2 separate regions of the Sus scrofa genome follow, and region 2 is linked to region 1. Evidence: chromatin contacts called from public Hi-C data. All regions are on one chromosome and are shown on one strand. Each heading gives the region's core, a stretch centred on a gene start, on an enhancer-like site or on the middle of the called end of the contact. The rest is flanking DNA. Distances are from core to core; before and after follow the strand shown.

Region 1 (3,198 bases), core at 185-2,684:
GAGTTCCTGAGGCAAACTAATAAGTGATACAGTGGCTAGAAGCAAAAGGCTTCTTGAGCAATTCCCTTTGTGGCCCAGTGGGTTAAGGACCTGACCTAGTCTCTGTGAAGATGCTGGTTTGATCCCTGGCCTCGCTCAGTGAGTTAAGGATCCAGCATTGCCACGAGCTGCAGTGTAAGTCACAGATGTGGCTCAGATCCTGCCTTGCCGTGGCTGTGGTGTAGGCTGGCAGCTGCAGCTCCGATTTAACCCCTAGCCTGGGAACTTCCATATGCTGCAGGTGCGGCTGTAAAAAGACCAAAAAAAAGCCTCCTTGATAATCAGCCCCTGAATAGAGTTGACTGTGTCATGCATGTGTCCGTCCACCTCTTGGGACAGGGATGACAAGGACTGCATGTATGCTTTGGATTTCTGGTGAGGAAATAGCTATTAGTGGTCAAATTATTCCTGTTGTACTGTAAACCAGCTATGTGAAAATGCTGATAATACTTTTGTTTGTGTTAAACCCTTTATAGTTTGTGAAACTCATTCAAATTTATTATTTTTTTAATTTGGTCTTTATAATAACCCTGGGAGATAGCATTTTAGATATCATTGAATAAAGAACTGAAGCTCAAATAGGTTAAATGGCTTTCTCAAGGTCAGGTCGCTTCTAAGTACTTCAGTCAAGACTAGTGCTAATGTCTTCTGACTCCTAACCCAGTGTTCTTTTTATTTTATTTTATGTTTTTATTATTATTACTTTTTTTTGGTCTTTTTTGCCATTTCTAGGGCCGCTCCTGCGGCATATGGAGGTTCCCAGGCTAGGGGTCCAGTCGGAGCTATAGCCGCTGGCCTCCGCCAGAGCCACAGCAACGCAGGATCCGAGCCACATCTGCAACCTACACCACAGCTCATGGCAACGCCGGTTCCTTAACCCACTGAGCAAGGCCAGGGATCGAACCCAAAACCTTATGGTTCCTAGTCGGATTTGTTAACCGAGCCACGACGGGAACTCCCAGGGTTCTTTTTAATATAAAGTTGCCTTTTCTGCATATTTACACAAAACTTACATAGACTGTATCAGAATAAGAATACTTATTATCCTGCTACTTCAGATTTTCTAGTGACAGGGGATGCAGCTTGTTCCTGCAAAAGGTTATTTTTTTCAAGTCTACATCCTTAGGGAGACATGATGAGTTCTCTGATTCTGAGTATCTGTGGTTCTGTGAACCTGGATAACCTATTCGTAGCAAAACCCAAGCTTGGTTTTAACGTCTTGCCATCAGAGACAAGTTGCTTTTCCTCTGAGGTGCCAGAGGGCTCCATCTGGTCAGGCACTAGCTCCAGAGAGTGTTTCATGTGCTCAGGCAGGCTCACCCCTGGATCCTGTCCACGTCTGGCAGCCAGTGGGCCCAGTGGAATACTCGTGATCGGAACACGGTGATACCATACTCATTTGGATTTCCATTCTCCTTTTGCACAGCTGCAGACAGAAGTGTGGGTGTAGCTTATTCCTGGGCCTGGGGAACTGCCTGTCTGCTCCTGTGCCCCCTTTCTGTCAGAGAAGGGGAACTCCTTGTGCTTTGGTGGTTACCACATGCATTGACCCTGCTCTGGCTGCACATGTTTGCATCCAGCTTCATCTGATTTCCAAAGCTAAGCTGCCCTTCCCCCCTCAGAGACAGAATCTGCCCCTTGGCGTAGGGTTTGTGACATCACAGTCGTTACTATGGTAATAGACTTGTTATAAACACAGAATAATAGCCCCACTTTACTTTTTTTTCCCTTCTAAGCAGCGAAGGGAATCACCATGAGCCTTAAATAAGAATCACAGACTTTTTGCAGACTCTGGAAGTGGGCAGAATAAGGTTTTGCCACACAGAATCACCTAAAATAATAACTTGTAAAAATAATATTAGAAAATAATAGAAAGTACCAACCAACTCTTTTTGTTAGATGCATGCATTCCTTTATCCTTTAAGTTAGAATGAATATGAAAACCTCTTTCTTTGCTCATTTAAAAAAAATCACAGCATGAGCATAGTCTGAAGTGACAGAATATATATCAGCAAGAATTTTGAAAGATAACTCAGGTTAATTACATTGTAACCTTGCTGTAATTCTTCTCATATTAGAGATCTTAATAAGGGTTCAACCCTATGGGACTTCATTCAGAGAGAGTTGTACCAGTGAAGGACTTTGAGCATGGATTCTAAGAGCTGTATAATAGCGAGTCTCCATACTTAGGCCTGCCCTGCTCCCCCAAGTTTGACTATTGAAGTAAAGGCATTCAAAATGAATTTTAAATATGGTTTTTTTAAACAAAGATCTTATATTGGTCTTTGTTGCTTTTCAAGTGTAATAGCTCCCAGTTCCATTGACCAGACAGACATCAGCCCTCTGCAGTGGTTGGATAAGCTTGGGTCTCCCCCACCTTGCCCACCTCTGGTTAAAGTAATCACCTGGGGCTCAAACCAAGATTTTTTTATCTCCTGGTTTCAGACTTGCTCCATGAACAACATTTTGCTTCCAAGACTTAAAAAAATCAATAAACAAGAGTACTTGTTTTTATTCACGAGATAAAGATGAAATGCAGTGACTTTGCTAGTGCAAATTTCACTGAACCCAGCTACAGAAAACACCGTCTCTAGGAAATGATATTTTAGATCCGAGTCTTTCACAGGCTCTTCCAGAGGCTTACGACGTGCATATTACAAGTCCAGAATCCCTCTAAATCCTTGAATACCTTAAAATAAAATGAAATGTGAAAAAAAGAGGGAATATACTTTTCTGGATGAATTTATGTGGCAGTTTTGAATAAAACCTTTTACCTCAAATGGTAAGTGACCTTATTTTTATTCCCTAGTCTGTTCCCATGTGTGAGGTGAAAGGTAGAGACTGTCCACACAGCAGGTTTATGTGAAGGGCCAGGCTCCTAAGACCAGCTTGGTGTCTGTGTGCAGGAACATCTTGCCTTTCTTGGAAAACAATGACCATTCCATGTCTTCCAGGATGGTTTACTTTCAGTGAGCTTTCCAAAGTTGTGTTTGGTCATAGTCATGGAAATATGATCTATTTTTTCAGGCAAATCTGGACATTCTTAAGGGGTTATAAGAAAGGGGCTCTAAGGAACCATTAGCTTAACTGAGAATATGGAAACATTCACGTGATCTGCTAAGCTCTGTGGATATAGCTGAGTAACCCATAGTTAATAAG
Region 2 (3,198 bases), core at 392-2,891, 260 kb after region 1:
CTGCCCCAGGCTGAGGCCACCCAGACTCCGGCTATCTGTGTTCGAAGGCCTGGACAGATTGCATGCTGAAGGATAGAGGGCAGATTTCAGAACATGGATCAGATCCCATGTAGCAGGTAACTAAAGGTGGGGCTGATTTTTTTTTTTTTTAAGGCATCTTTCCAAAAACTCCAGAAAGTAAAGTTTTAAATATTAGAGAGTGAAGGAAATTGAAAGGAAAAGGGGGAACAGAGAAAGAGAAATAAGGAGAAAAAGAGGCTATTTAAACCTCCTTTCTTAAGAAAGTAATGAGCTGATGCAGAATCCCAGGCTTTCGGAAGCTCCCAGGGCTCTCCCACGTGTGGGGCTGGGCACTCCCTCCGTGAGGACTTGACCTCTCCTTGCTTTGGAAGGAGAGGATGAGATTACCAGAGCTTTGGATCCATTTTTGGATCAAATGAAAACGTCAAGCTGATCCTTCGCGTGTTCCTCTCCTCTTACAGATGCTGGCCTCACTGTGGGGGTGGGGCTTCGGAGCTCTAAAGGTCCCCGCGGATCCTAGGACTGGACGGAAAGTCACATGCTGCTCACAAGGCCCGCGGGGCCCCTCCTGACTTCTGTCAGCAGCACCCTCTCTGCACCTGGTCACCTCATCTTTTCAGACAACTTCAGTGTCACCGCCTCCAAGAAGCCCTCAGGGATGAAGCCCGCAGCCATCACTCACTCTCTCCTCTTTCCCCCACCGCATTTGTTGTCCTTTGCTAGAGCTTTTGTTCACTCAGCTATGTTCCAAGCAGGACTGTGGGCTCTTTGAAGGAAAAGATCTACTATGTGCCTGGTGCATATAGATCTCCATAAATCTTGGATCCCACCTCACCTTGTTTAGGGAGTTACTTGATCTGTGCATAAGAATCACCTGAAGAATGGACTAAAGTGCAGACTATCAGACCTCAGAGCAGTAATATCAAAATCTGGGTTTTTAATAAGACCATGTGACTCAGATGTACCTATGTTCACAAGCCACATTTTAAGAAATACAGATTTATTCAGTCTTTTCATTTTATAGGTAGGGAAACAGGAGCTAGAGTTTAAATGATCTACTTCAGGACCCATAGCTACAGAGTGTAATGGTGCTTTGAAATAGAACTGTCTGAAATTCTTATTAAGTGAATCACACAACCACACAGTTGATTACTATGATGAATATTTATTAAAAATACCTTGATCTAAAATCATTGCACACTACATCTTAAAACACTGATGGACTCTCCAGACTTAGATGCCTCCACTAGAAGCATGTGCCAACAGATAATCAAAAGGCACCCCTTTCCTATTACTTTACTGTCTCCTGAGAATTTGAAGTGTTTTCTTGCTGACATGGGAACAAGTCCCCCAATGACTTCTGCCTCTAAATTTGCCACAGTGTTTGTCACTAGAGGCCATCTGCCAGAAGCTCTATTTCCAGCAGTGTGTCTTCTGCCCACTTCTGATGCTCATGGTTTGCCCCAGCAGACACAGGGTCCCAAGCAGATCCAGCTTTCCGGTGTCCGGTTCTGGCCTATTTTTACGATCAAACCCTTGTTTCGTCTGTCGGTTGGTGAGTGCCATGTGTGCTGGTTACTGCCTTGGGCAGCAGGTGCCACCTACAGGGCCCTGTGACCGCTGCTGTGACTTGGCAGGAGCTGGGCAGCCCAGGCCTGAGGAAGCTCTGAAGTCACCCACTGAGGGTTACACCAGCCCCTAAGCAGCCCTGGCACCGAGGGTTCAGAGGAAGGGGTTGTCAGGGGAACCCGAGAAGGACAGAAGAAAGATCGCTCTGGTCCTAGCATTCAGCTTCCTTTCTTGGTGTGATTCCGAAGGGAAATGGACAGGCGCTCTGTTTCTTGACCACAAGGTGGCAGCAGTGGGCTGGCCAGGTGCCCGCTCCGTGAGCAGCTCTGCGAGGAACGCCCAGCACTCAGAGAAGGTGTTTGTTGTTGGCTGCGCTTTAAAATTCCTTTCACTTTTGTAGGGGCACAAAGGTTAAGTTACCAAAAGCCCCTCCCTCGATCTTTCCAGTAGACTAACCACATCCTCTCTCTGCCTTCGGGTGAATAAAGCGGCCCTTGGGGACTGATTGACCAACCCGCAGCTTGAAGAGATCGAGGCAGGTGGGATCGCAGGGGAATACGCCCAGAAAACAATGAGGTACAGAATGTGGAGACTGAAGAGCCCGGACAGCTATTTTTAGAACATCTGGACAGGAGTTCTGACTCGTTTGCTTACTAGATGTGAATTCTGGGTCTGGGTTTGCTTCCCCATCTGTAAAACGCCACATTCCCCATTTTTCACATGGCAATAGTTACGGGGTCATTCTGTGGCTCAAAGGTGACAAATTGATTTGCAAATCGAAAGGTCCCAGGTACCCAGGGGTACGGTTGTTGGGGTTCAACTTTCCACTGCAGCTGTGTCACAGAGCTTCCTTCAGACTGAGGAGGAGAAGGAACCTCTCCTAGTGGATCACTGGAGTCTCCTGCATGAGCTGCCTGCCGTAAACTCTGGATCTGGCCTGACAGAGTCATCTTCCAACGAGATTCTTCCCGGATGCCTTTCCATGGCATGTTTCCAAGCAGAAAGCTGGCAGTGACTGCTCCCTCTTCCTCCTCTGAGCCTGCTTTTCCATATTGGAAGAGGATGAAATTCACACTTCAGAATGTAAGTTTTTCCTGCAGAACGCTATCCCCAATGGTGGAGTGATGGAGAAAAATATTAGATGAAGTCAGGGGATAACTGAGTAACATACTGATTTATAAACTCATGGAAAGAAATGAAGGCTTTTTTTTTTTTTTCCACTGCTGGGGTTATTTATGATGTCCTCGCTGGCCAGATCCAAGGGTTGAAGAGGCTTTGGTTCCTGAGCAATAGAAATGGCAGGAACCAATTTTCTTCATGGCTCCTCTTTCAAAAACACAGAACTCAGTTGATGTTGAAATATATCTCAGTCTTAAGACTCCCTGCTCATCACCTTATTGGGGTGAATAGGGACTGAGACCAAGACCCCATCATCTTGGGATGATGGCAAAAAGGAGATGAGACTGTTGTCACCAGTCATTGCTCTGTGGGGCTTTTCCTGTGGCCCATCCCTCAGTGGAAATGAACTACTCTGGAAATATCCCATGAAAAACTCTGATGGGATTTTGATCATAATTTTACGAAGTTATATATTAATTTGTAGGAAAG

What was found. A called contact is a pair of places that touch in the nucleus more often than the background predicts.
Region 2: a Hi-C map of skeletal muscle shows a contact between it and region 1, with 4 times the contacts expected there. The contact joins two enhancer-like sites. A contact is called at or near these places in 2 of 47 Hi-C or Micro-C datasets (embryonic fibroblasts and skeletal muscle).

What each region holds. Positions count from the first base shown.
Region 1 is chr1:73,570,722-73,573,919 of Sscrofa11.1, forward strand. The region is part of intron 3 of SOBP (sine oculis-binding protein homolog); the gene reads left to right. Among named protein-coding and RNA genes, the nearest start is that of SOBP, 23 kb to the left of the region's middle. Within about 2 kb of position 1,435, at least 6 of the 83 cell types and tissues checked have an H3K27ac peak or open chromatin away from gene starts, as enhancers often do. A contact at or near this core is called in skeletal muscle, where this site is marked.
Region 2 is chr1:73,825,905-73,829,102 of Sscrofa11.1, forward strand. The region is part of intron 1 of LOC102159995 (a long non-coding RNA gene); the gene reads right to left. Among named protein-coding and RNA genes, the nearest start is that of SCML4, 160 kb to the right of the region's middle. Within about 2 kb of position 1,642, at least 25 of the 83 cell types and tissues checked have an H3K27ac peak or open chromatin away from gene starts, as enhancers often do. A contact at or near this core is called in skeletal muscle, where this site is marked.